Regions from separate parts of the Mus musculus genome. Here regions 2, 3 and 4 are each linked to region 1. The links are chromatin contacts, called in public HiChIP or PLAC-seq, Micro-C and promoter capture Hi-C maps. All regions are on one chromosome and are shown on one strand. Each heading gives the region's core, a stretch centred on a gene start, on an enhancer-like site or on the middle of the called end of the contact. The rest is flanking DNA. Distances are from core to core; before and after follow the strand shown.

Evidence for each region. Promoter capture Hi-C pulls out the DNA fragments that hold promoters and counts their contacts. A called contact is a pair of places that touch in the nucleus more often than the background predicts. HiChIP or PLAC-seq counts read pairs in DNA pulled down with a chosen protein or histone mark.
Region 2: a promoter capture Hi-C map of liver shows a contact between it and region 1, with 2.9 times the contacts expected there. The contact joins the promoter of Sat2 here to the promoter of Gucy2e in region 1. A contact is called at or near these places in 19 of 39 promoter capture datasets (the 3T3-L1 cell line, 3T3-L1-derived adipocytes, the C10 cell line and 13 more), 2 of 115 datasets of contacts at active chromatin or transcription factors (astrocytes and large pre-B cells) and 2 of 9 other capture datasets (adipose tissue and pancreatic islet).
Region 3: an H3K4me3 HiChIP or PLAC-seq map of forebrain shows a contact between it and region 1, with 5 times the contacts expected there. The contact joins the enhancer-like site here to the promoter of Gucy2e in region 1. A contact is called at or near these places in 25 of 39 promoter capture datasets (the 3T3-L1 cell line, 3T3-L1-derived adipocytes, the C10 cell line and 16 more), 1 of 15 datasets of contacts at CTCF or cohesin (the NIH/3T3 cell line), 1 of 484 Hi-C or Micro-C datasets (bone marrow-derived macrophages), 14 of 115 datasets of contacts at active chromatin or transcription factors (bone marrow-derived macrophages, craniofacial prominence, embryonic basal ganglia and 7 more) and 2 of 9 other capture datasets (adipose tissue and liver).
Region 4: a contact with region 1 is called in a Micro-C map of embryonic stem cells, with 1.8 times the contacts expected there. The contact joins the promoter of Arhgef15 here to the promoter of Gucy2e in region 1. A contact is called at or near these places in 5 of 39 promoter capture datasets (hematopoietic stem and progenitor cells, liver, neutrophils and 1 more), 3 of 484 Hi-C or Micro-C datasets (embryonic stem cells, liver and pre-B cells) and 2 of 115 datasets of contacts at active chromatin or transcription factors (bone marrow-derived macrophages and pancreatic cancer cells).

The regions. Positions count from the first base shown.
Region 1 is chr11:69,235,662-69,238,418 of GRCm38.p6, forward strand. It overlaps Gucy2e (guanylate cyclase 2e), which reads right to left and starts at 1,361. Exons shown (of 19, transcript NM_008192.3): 1 at 1,285-1,361; 2 at 255-993; 3 at 1-161. The coding sequence starts at 984.
Region 2 is chr11:69,620,633-69,623,389 of GRCm38.p6, forward strand. It overlaps Sat2 (spermidine/spermine N1-acetyl transferase 2), which reads left to right and starts at 1,420. Exons shown (of 6, transcript NM_026991.3): 1 at 1,420-1,700; 2 at 1,861-1,912; 3 at 2,075-2,158; 4 at 2,228-2,329; 5 at 2,480-2,520. The coding sequence starts at 1,635.
Region 3 is chr11:69,525,881-69,528,637 of GRCm38.p6, forward strand. The region is part of intron 4 of Dnah2 (dynein, axonemal, heavy chain 2); the gene reads right to left. Among named protein-coding and RNA genes, the nearest start is that of Dnah2, 22 kb to the right of the region's middle. Within about 2 kb of position 1,386, at least 80 of the 459 cell types and tissues checked have an H3K27ac peak or open chromatin away from gene starts, as enhancers often do. A contact at or near this core is called in craniofacial prominence, embryonic basal ganglia, embryonic forebrain and 3 more, where this site is marked.
Region 4 is chr11:68,955,515-68,958,271 of GRCm38.p6, forward strand. It overlaps Arhgef15 (Rho guanine nucleotide exchange factor (GEF) 15), which reads right to left and starts at 1,373. Exons shown (of 16, transcript NM_177566.4): 1 at 1,332-1,373. Gm32273 (predicted gene, 32273) reads left to right here and starts at 1,473. Exons shown (of 3, transcript NR_168013.1): 1 at 1,473-1,524; 2 at 1,880-2,290.

The DNA of each region.
Region 1 (2,757 bases), core at 111-2,610:
TGCAGCCAGAGCCTCCGGGCCTGGAGACAAAGCGTAGTGAAGCGTGTCGAAGGGCAGGAAAACCAGGGAGCCATCAGTCAGAGCCAGTTCTTCTGCAGCTTCCAGTAGGTAGCGCTGCTCCTCGCCGCCCAGCAGCACCGAGTGCATCACCATGATCACTACTGCGGAGCGGACGGACACAGAGGCTGGCTCGCTACGCTGTCCACTCTCGGCAGGACCCACCCACCTTGCCCGCACTCTACTGGGGAGCTTACCTCTAACTCTAGGCCCATCTCGGATCCTCCCGAGGGCCTCCCGGGCTCCAGACCGGTCTGAAGTCTCCATGGAAGTCACTAGGGCAACTGGCAAACCCCGGGCCCTGAGTGCTGTGGACAGAGCGCGTCCCGCCTCCACCCACAGGTCTTGGGGTGCAGTGATCAGGGCCACGCGCGCCCAGCGGAATGCTCTAAGGAGGACGTAGAGAGCATCTGCAGCGGGGGTCACCGCCGGGGCTGTAGTACCCGCCGCCCGCGTGCCAGGGCAGCCCCAGGGCACCAGCGCTACTCCAGCTTCTTGAGCCAACAGTTCGGCTGGCCGACAGGCTGCGGGGTTCACCGGACCCACCAGGCCAGAGACTCGAGACAGCGCAGAGGACACAGCCCCTAGTGAGCCCGGAGTCAGGCAGGGCTCTGGGAGCAGCGCAACCTCGAACCGGGGGCCGCCGTCTAAAGCAAAGTCACGATTCAGGCGGTTGGCGGCCAGACGCGCAGCCAGGTCTGGTCGGGCCCGTGCAAAGATGGGGTCGCAAGCCCAGGGGCCCAGCACCCCCACTTTGAACACAGCAGAGAGGGCAGAAGGAGATGGGAGCAGTAGCAGTAGCAGGAGTCCCGGTAGCCCAGGCCTTGGCCAGCGCAGGACCCGCGAGAAACTGGACGGAGACTGCCGCGCAGGGACACAGAACCCGGCGCCGGGAAGCCCTCCGGCTGGCAGGAGCCAAGCGCTCATTGCCTTCTTCTGTGAACACAGAGCGAACAAGATAAGAGTTGAGGGCCCTCAGCACTCACTCCCGTAAGGTTCTCCCCTCAAGCCTGTTTCTCAAATTCCGCCCAACCCCCTAGGGTGTCTTGGCTTCCAGGACCCTAGATGGCAGCCCAGCTCATCGCCCCAAGGTCTTTTTGGTTTAGCCTGTTTGTACTTAGATTGTTTATCCTCCCTTCCTCTTCAGCAGTCTTGGGGGTTCAGTGGGGAATACTCCCACGCCTTCATACAGGACCGAAGTTCCTGTGTGGGTCATTCATTACTTACCGGAAAGTCCGGGGCTAGGGCTTGGCTAAGGGGTCACAGGATCGATGCCCCTTCGGTCTCCCCTGGCAGCCCAGCCCAGGGCGGGGGGTGTGGGAACAGCCCGCTGCAGCCCTTAATCCCTCCAAGCCGATTAGGATCTTTTAATCAAGCAGAACAGGGCGGGCTGATGGAGGTTGAGAGTCTCTACAGCTCCTCTGTAGAGTGGGGTCTGCCCTGCTTCTAGACAGCCACAGTTGCTTTAACTAATCATACAGGGAGAGAAAGCGAATCTGGACTGTACCTCACACCGCGCACGAATTCAACGTCAGACTTACATATGAAAATAAAATGTTTATCTTTTTCAGCTGTCTCTTCAAAAAGGGAATCAGATAAGAATCATCTGTGGGGCCGGGCGTGGTGGCGCACGCCTTTAATCCCAGCACTTGGGAGGCAGAGGCAGGCGGATTTCTGAGTTCGAGGCCAGCCTGGTCTACAGAGTGAGTTCCAGGACAGCCAGGGCTACACAGAGAAACCCCGTCTCAGAAAAGAATCATCTGTGGGAAGGAGGAGAGATAAAGGTTCAATGGTTAGGAGCGTTTGCTGCTTTCTTCGGAGGACCCAGGTTCATTTCCCAGCACCCACATGATGGCTCACAATCATCTGTAACTCCAATTCCAGAGGATCCAGTGCTAGCTTCTGAGAGAAAGCACCTGGTGGTGCACTGTCTGTACATACAGACAAAGATAAATAAGATAATAGAGTTAATTTTAAAAATCATCCGTGGACACTAAAGCTAGGGGGAAATTTTGAAGAACATCATAGATGTTAAGTTTTTCACAATTATAAACTGTCACTCCATCTATTGTTCATAGGTTGATAGACAGCAAACATATAATTGCTGCAATTTTAACTGTAAAAAAAATATTTATAGCAGAGTGTAATAGCCTTTGTTCCCAGCACAAGGGAAGCAGAGGCAGGTGGATGGATCTCTATGAGTTCGAAGTCAGCCAAGTATACCTAGAGACTTCCAGGACAGCCAAGGCTACACATAGACCCTGTCTCAAAAAAAAAATTATTTTCTACATATGTATGGGTGCCTGAGTATATGTATGTATGTATGTATGTATGTATGTATGTGTGCACCACATGTGTGCAATGGCCGATGGAGGTCAGAAGAGGCATCAGAATGCTGGAGTTACACACAGTTGTGAGCCACACCTGTGTGCTGAGAGCCAGCCAATAAGTAAGGTCTGGACCTGTTGACTGGTCTCTCCAGGCTTGGGACTGCTGCAGCCACTCCGTACCCCCTTGCTCTGAGGTATTCTATCTACAGGCACAGGACATTCATTTACCCCTTCAGTGGTTAGTTTTGATTAAATTGTTATCTTTCATCTCCTGCATAATTTCTCTCTTCCCTCCCTCCCTCTCTCCTGCCTTCCAACTCATATGCAAGCTTTAGGGAAAAACTTTAAACAAGTAGAATTACAAAAATTC
Region 2 (2,757 bases), core at 170-2,669, 390 kb after region 1:
TAGCAGGATTGACTGCTGAGCTCCAGGCTTCTTGGTGGAAGGCCTCTCTCTCTCTTTCTCTCTCTCTCTCTCTCTCTCTCTCTCTCTCTTTCTCAGAGTAACTGAAGAAGAGATTCAACCTAGACTTCTTGCTCCCCGAGAATTCGCATGCACCAGCAAGCACAACTGCACAGACAGCACACTCACTCACTGAAAATAAAATAAGAACTCAAGGCTGAGTGGGCGTGGTGCTCACACCGACAACCCAAACACTTGACACTGGAGAAGTTGTAAGAGATAAGAGGCTGCTTTGAGTTTGAGGAGAGCCTCAGCTGTATCATGAGTTTCAGGCCAGCATGGGTGTTAGAGTGAGACTCTTTGTCTCAAAAAAACAAAAACAAAAACAAAGCAAAAAAAGAGGTGGACACGGTGGCACAAGATTGTAGCCCCAGTTGCTACTGGAGAACAAAGGGGTATTGAGCCCAGAACATCAAAGGTTTGAGGCTAAGTCAGATATAGTGATATACATAATCCCAGCACTGGGGAGGTAGAGGCAGGAAAATCAGTAGTTCTAGATCATCCTTGGCTACACAGCAAATTTGAGCCTAGCCTGGGCTACATATCCAGGAAAATCTTCCACTCCCTGAAAACCCTATCAGGCCTGGCTTGGTGGCGCACGCCTTTAATCCTAGCACTTGGGAGGCAGAGGCAGGTGGATTTCTGAGTTCGAGGCCAGCCTCTCAAAAACAAAAAACAAACAAACAAAAAAACCACAAAACAACAACAACAACAACAAACCCTATCAGATATAAAGGAGAAAAAAGAATAAGGGACCTGCTGTTACTGTTAATTACAGGGATTTGTTAACAGAACCTAATGAGGAAACGTCAAAACACAACTGTCCCTTTGAGGACACCATTATGAGCCACAAAACAGCTATAGGAATCAAGTGTAGGGCTTTTTTCAGCATGTCCTGAGTACTGGATTTAATGCCTAGAACCAAAGAAGGGAAGGAGGAAAAGCTGCCAGAGGCATAGCACAGGGCTTCCACTACCAAAGACAGCTACAGGAACCGGTCGGGGGTCTTGGGCTCCCTCAGGGTCGGGGATGCCCCAGTGATTAGACGGCTAAGAGTGAAAACTAAAGCAGCTAACTGGAGTGTACTCTAACTAAAGCAGGGTAGGGGAGGACTTTTAAGCTTGAGGTATGTACGACACAGACTGGATAGCCAAGGCTACACAGAGAAACCCTGTCTCGAAAAACCAAAATAAATAAATAAAATACAAAATACAAAAAATAAACAAACAAACAGGAAGCTTAAGTAGTCCGGCGCAGAGTCCAGTCACTGGACAGCGAGGCGAGGCGGGACCAGGGGGTGGGGGTGGGGAAATGGTCGTAAGCAGCAAGCTGATTGGCTGCAGGGAGGCCCGGAGGGGGCTCAGAATTTAAGGCCTTTTCTGGCAGAAGAGACCACCAGGCCGGCTAATCCTCCCAGCTGAGACCGGTTGGTGCCAGAATCTTGTCTAGAAGCTTCTAGCATTTCTTCTGCCCCTCGCTCCCAGCACTTTGAGACCTGAGCTTTGAGACCAGACCTCCGCGGTTCTGCAAACGTGGGAGTTGTCTGTGATCTTTGATTTTTGACAGTGAGGCTCGGAATGGCTTCCACGCGAATCCGAGAGGCCAGGGAGAGCGATTGTGGAGACATTATGAGGATGATCCGGGTAAAGACTGCGGTTTGGAAAAACAGTGCGGGGTGGGGGTGGGGGGCTGGGAGCAGTTTGGCTGGAGTTGGGGAGTCAGAAATGAGGGTGCACCTTTGGACCCTGTTCTCAGAGATCAGGACCTTCCTGCCTTAATGTTGTTTTGGTACCCCTGTTATAGGAACTGGCAGAGTTCGAGAAACTGTCCCATCAGGTGAAGATCAGTGAAGAAGGTGGGTGAGGCTGTGCACCTGGGTCCTGATTGAGATGGGGGGCGGGTGATGGGGTGGAAGGATGGAGTCCTAAGATCGTAACTACTGGACTGGGCTTTACTCCAAGTTCCGGTTTTTCCCGGCCCATCTCTGCCTTTTTTGTCATACCTCCAATCTTTATAGCTCTGCGAGCAGATGGCTTTGGAGAGAACCCTTTCTTTCACTGTTTGGTGGCAGAGATTATCCCAGCACCTGGGGAGTCACAAGGTAAGGAAGCCTGCAGTTATCCTCCGTGTTTTTCCTCCCAAAAGCCTCACTCTTCTCTCTCATTTTCAGGGTCCCTTGTGGTGGGCTATGGGCTGTACTACTTCATCTATAGCACATGGACCGGACGAAACGTTTATCTGGAAGACATCTATGTGATGCCGCAATATCGGGGTACTGGCTGGGGCTAAGGATGGACAGAATGCCCACAGACCCAATGAACAGTCCTCAGACCTATCCCATTACCCCAACCTCAGATTATAGTTTCCTTTGATACCCTTTCAACTCAAATAATAGTCCTTCCTGTCCCTTTCTCCACTATAGGTCAAGGGATTGGTACCAAAATAATCAAAAAGGTGGCTGAGGTGAGCAAAGGGGTGGGGCTTACAAACTAGTTACCGCCCCCAAACGAAAGCCAGCCAGTCAGCCAAACCATCAATCAATCAATCAATCAATCAGTCACGTAAGTGGGAGTGTCGAGGTTGAATGAGGGGGATGAGAAAGATTTTTCTTTTTATTGTTTGTTGTTCAAGACAGGGTTTCTCTGTGTAGTCCTGATTGTCCTAGAACTTGCTCTGTAGACCAGGCTGGCCTCCAACTCA
Region 3 (2,757 bases), core at 136-2,635, 290 kb after region 1:
TTTTTTTTTTTTTTTGAGTCTCAGCTGTGAACTCACGATTGCAGAAATTCTGCCTCTGCTTTCTAGCAGCTGCGACTGCAGACCTGGGCCACCACCCCCGGCTCTTTCAATTTTTATTTTCAAAAAACTCCAACTCGTAGAAAATTTTCAAGAAAAATAAAGTTAACAAAATATCCTTGCCTCCTGGATTCAATGTCAATGCTCCATCTGTCTGTCCCCTCTTTATACCTGAGCCTTTGTGAGCTGCAGGCATCCAGATGCCACACCCTTAATGCTTGGCCTGTATCTTCTAAAATTACTGTAATTATGGTGATAGAAAAATTTATCTAATACAATATATGTCCACATTTAACTTCCTCCAGTTGTCCAAATGATGTCACGTATAGCTGGATCTCTTCCTCCCCATCCATATCCCGCCCAGGGCTATCCATCGTCTTATTTTGTTGTTGCTGCTGTTTCTCTTCTGAAACAGGGTCTCACTATGTAAGCCCTGGTCTAGAATACACTGCTACATAAATTAGGATGGCTTTCAACTCACAGAATCCTTCCACCTCTATCTCCCTAATGCTGAAATTAAAGGTATGTACCACCATGCCTAGCCTCTGTGTGTGTGTGTGTGAGAGAGAGAGAGTGTGTGAGTGTGTGTGTGTGTGTGTGTGTGTGTGTGAATGAGTGAGTGTGTGTGTGTGAGTGTGTGTGAGTGAGTGTGTGTGTGTGAGTGAGTGTGTGTGTGTGAGTGAGTGTGTGAGTGTGTGGTGTTTGAGGTGCATTTTTGTTTGTTTGTTTGTTTGTTTAGGTTTTTTTGGTGGGGTATAGACAGAGTTTCATACTCAGGCTGGCCTGGAACTCCTAATACTCCTTCCTGCCTCTGTTTCCTACAACCTCCTTTCATTTCAACAACTCCTATCCTTTGCTATCCTCTGTGTGTGTGTGTGTGTGTGTGTGTGTGTGTGTGTGTGTGTGTGTCCTCCTGTTTTAGCCTCTCAGGTGACAGGATTACAAGCATGTACCATCATGTCGGGCTTTCTCTTTTACGTTGTACTATCAATCACTCTAAGAATCAAGCCAGATGTTTTTCAAATGTCCCTTAATTTGGATTTATCTAAATGCTTGTTATTAGGTTGAAGCTAAATGTTCTCGGTGGAACGCCATAATGTTCCCCAGAACTGGCATCCTTACATTTCAGTGCTGAAACTAAAATGCACGCTGACATTAACGTGAGAGGCCGTCGGTAAGCAGCAACAGCGCAGCCTTCTCACTCCCAGACGCCGTTCCTTGTGCATCTCAGGAAAATTCTTTGTATGTTCTCTCTAAATCCACACTGTGACGGCTGTCTACTCCTGCAGCTGGGCTGTGCCCATCCCTCGTGTCTATTCGCGTCTCCCTAATTGCATTAATGTGTCCGGCCTTTTCTTTCTCATGAACGGCGGCTGCCTCAGCCTTGCGCTCAGTCGGTGACGGATTTTCAACCACAGCTATTCAGTTCCCCGCCATTTCTCATCTGGTTTTGTAGCACGCTGCCTTATTCGTTCCCTAAGATCCGTGCCCCACCTCCCCCTTTCATCTCCTTCCACCTTTTATCATCTCGTAGAGACTGAATTCATGTTGGTATCGAGTTGCACCGTGGCTGTTGTGAGGAGCCTCCTTCCTTGGGTTAGATCTCCCTCCTGTATACGCGCTTTGTTCTTTTTTTTTTTTTTCTTCCCTTTGTCCTTGGTATAATGTGCCCGCCGTTGCCATGCAATTTCGCCCCATTTTGCTCATGCCTGAGCAGCTTTGTCAATTCACTCTTTTGGCTCTAGCACACTGTGGGCGACTTCTTGATGCCCCACTGGGAGAGGCCAGTTTATTTTGCCTCTTGAAGGTAAAGTGAAAGGATTAGGTATTTTATGTTATTCTCTTTTCTGTAGCCTGAGAGACTTGTGTGAGGAGGGGCACGTGGTTAAGGCTAATTTAAGGCAATAGCAAATCTTTGTTAAATGACAAACCTCTTGGGGGATGTTTGGAATGCTCCAAGGTTTTCCCCCAACCAAGTGCGGGAAGAGAAGGAACTTGGAGCTTCAGCACAGTTTAGGGTTCACACCTGTTTGTGAAATTCACTAGATTTGATTATGCCTTTTCCCTGTGTTCTGTGGATCCTGGGCTGTGAGCTGCCTTCATGTCCCAGGTCTCACTCTTTGCCCCTTTTATCAGATACTAGGTTATGGACTCCCCCACTCCCACCTCTACCCCTGCCCCAGTGAAGAAGGGTTTATTTTGGCTAACGGTGTGACAGGGCACAGAGCATCACAGTGGAGAAAGGCGTGGGCATGGCAGGAGGAGACACTCCTTGGAGTCTAAAATCAGAATGCCGAGAGACATGACTCTTTTTTTCCCTTTCTGTGCTGGGGATTGAGTGCAGGGCCTCCTGAAGGTTCCACTAAGCTACTGTGCGTAGTCATTTTTTAAAGGAAGTTTAAACTAGCCACCCTAACCTGGAGAATACAGTAAAATCTCTCATCTACTGTTGTAGCAAGTTAAATGGATCTGTCTCTCTCTCTCTCTCTCTCTCTCTCTCTCTCTCTCTCTCTCAAGATTTTATTTATTATATGTATGTGAGTACACTGTCGCTGTCTTCAGACACACCAGAAGAGGGCATCAAATCCCACTGCAGATGGTTATGAGCCACCATGTGGTTGCTGGGAATTGAACTCAGGCCCTCTGGAAGAGCAGTCAGTGCTCTTAACCTCTGAGCCATCTTTCCAACCCACTCATATC
Region 4 (2,757 bases), core at 123-2,622, 280 kb before region 1:
ACCTTGCTGGTGTAGTTGCTGTGTGTAGGAGTTTATGTAAGCGGGTGTGCGCTGTTAACCAGGGCTGGATGAGTGAGAGTTGAGTGTGCCCTGGGAAGCTGTGTTGTGGAAGAGTGGAGTCAGTCGTGGCTGGTCACAGACACATCAAGAAATATGTGGTTCGAGCACTGTGTGTGTGTGTGTGTGGTGTGTGCGGTGTGTGTGTGAGAGAGTGTGTGTGGTGTGTGTGGTGTGTATGTGTGTGAGAGAGAGAGAGTGTGTGTGGTGTGTATGTGTGTGTGAGAGAGAGTGTGTGTGTGGTGTGTATGTGTGAGTGTGTGTGTGTGGTGTGTATGTGTGTGTGTTTGTGTGGTGTGTGGTGTGTGTGAGTGTGTGGTGTATGTGTGAGTGTGTGTGTGACAGTGTTGTGTGGTGTGTATGTGTGAGTGTGTGTATATGTGAGTGTGTGTGTTTGTGTGTGTGCGTGTGGTGTATGTGTGAGTGTGTGTGTGAGAGTGTGTGGTGTGTATGTGTGTGTGAGTGTGTGGTGTGAGTGTGTGTGTGGTATGTATGTGTGTGTGAGTATATGTGTGTGTGAGTGTGTATTGTGAGTGTGTGTATGTGTGAGTGTGTGTGTGAGTGAGTGAGTGTGTGTGTGTGTGTGTGTGTGTGTGTGTGTGTGTGGTGCAGGAGCTGAGGGATGCATCACTGTTTCCCTACTCTGGCTGCCTCTCCTCCCCCCTCCCATTTCCCAGTTCCTCTCTCCGGACTCTCCCTTTCCGGATTATTTTTAGTCTCCTTTTCCTGCCCTGAAGATTCCTGGAGCCTCTGACCCCAGGAGACCAGGAGGCCCCAGCCTGGTCTCTTCTGCTTCCCATCCTCTTATTCCTGCCACACCTGGGTCTGGTCATAGAAAGAGGCTCCAGTTTGACTCTGGGTCCTGTCTAATGCCAGGGAGGTGGCTACAAGTTCAGGCTGAGGCACAGAACCAGCAGCCCAGGGACGGTGGGACCTGTGCTACTCTACCTCTTGAGGATCAGGAGGATGGGGAGAAGAGCTGGGACACAAGAGAGCCTCTAAATTCCCTATGGCAGTCAGAAATCATAGCCTTCCAGTCCCAGGTTAAGTTGAGAAAAGATGGCTATCAGGAACCCCTTAGATTGCAGCTCACTCAGTGGCCCCTGCATGGTGCCAATAAACCAACCAGTCAGTGTGGTTACCCAAGCTTGGCCTCCTGTTCCCCAGTCTCTGCACCTTCAGGGAACCCACCCTTCCCCATACCGGGTACCGCATGTTACTTCCTTACCCACTCCAGAATGAGCCCAGAGAGTCGGGGGACCCCAAGCACTTACCCTCCAGTTCCCTCCACTCCCAGTCACCTCCGAGAGCTGAGTGAGTAGGGGCAGGAAACAGGAATCCGATCCTCCTCCCAACCGGACACCACCACCCCCAGCCACACCAGGCTCCACATGCGCACACCGGGCCTAGAGGATGTGAGGAATCCGGCATCCAAGATGTTGGAGGTTAGAGAAGACTGGCACGCAGGTATGCAGAGGAGGCTAGTTTCCGATGCACCCTCACCTGTACTGCTGCGTGGCGGGAGGGGTGTGTGTGTGTGACGGTGCGGGTGTGTGTGTGGGAGGGTGTTCAAATGAGGGTGGGCAGCCCTGGGCAAGCTGGGCTGGCAGAACGGCATGACCATCTTCATGCCTCCCTCTTAGCTAAGGGATGTCTGGCTTGCACAACTGTCTACGTCCCCATCTTCCAACCTTGGTGTGAGCCAACCACACTTTGCACTGAGGGATCCTCTCTTCTCCACCCTCCCCCACATCTGCAGAGGCCCCACCCCACCCCACCAGGAATTTACCTCTATGGTTTGAGGTCGTTTTTTTGTTTTCAGCAAATCTTTCCCCTGTCCCTTCGGAGCACCAAATGCCGCCCAAACTCTCCAGATAACTGTTCCTGCGTCTCTGAGGCGGGAACTGAAGGCCCAGATTTCCATCTCCGCAGAGGAAGCCAGTGCCTTGGCCCCACCCAGCCATTGTGTCAGACCAGGGTTGTGAGTGTTGAGGGTGGTGGGGAAGGGGATCCCCTGGATCTGTAGAGTGACTTGCTGCTCACTATTCTGTGTTCCCAGTTCCTCGGGAGGCCCCAGCTCTCAGTGTTGCACTGGGAAGCTCCCACAGCGAATGTCCTGGAAGTCAATGCTGGGGGAGAAAGGAGGGAGGGAGACTGGTGGGGGTTGCAGGGGCAAGTTCCTGTCAGATGTTACTCCGTGGGCACACATCAAGACACTGGGAAGAAAAATCAGGTAAGCTTGTATTGAAAGATGGTTTAAACCCCTTCTTGCAGAAAGCCAAAAAACCTAGTCTTTCTAAGGGACCACACAATCTGCCCTATTTCCCAGCTTCTCCCTTCAGGCCTATTCCTACCTTAGGATTTTTGGAGTTCTCCTAATGCCTGAAAATCTTCCCAGAAATCTCCCTGAAGCATTTCTTCATGTTCTCTGGGCAGCTGGAAGGAACCCTCTCAAAGAGGTCTGTTCTGGCTACTCTAAAATTTCAATCCACTGGGCTACCTGGTCAGGTCTTGTCTCAAAAAAAAAAAAAAAAAAAAAAAAAAAAAGAAAGAAAGAAAGAAGAAAAAAAGAAAAAAATGGAAAGGAAAGGAAATCCAGGCTGGAGGTGTGAGCTAGCAGTAGCCCATTAAAGTGGTTTATGAGGCTCCGAGTTCCATCTGAGTGCTGCAGAGTGAAAGAAAGGAAACTAAGGGGGCTAC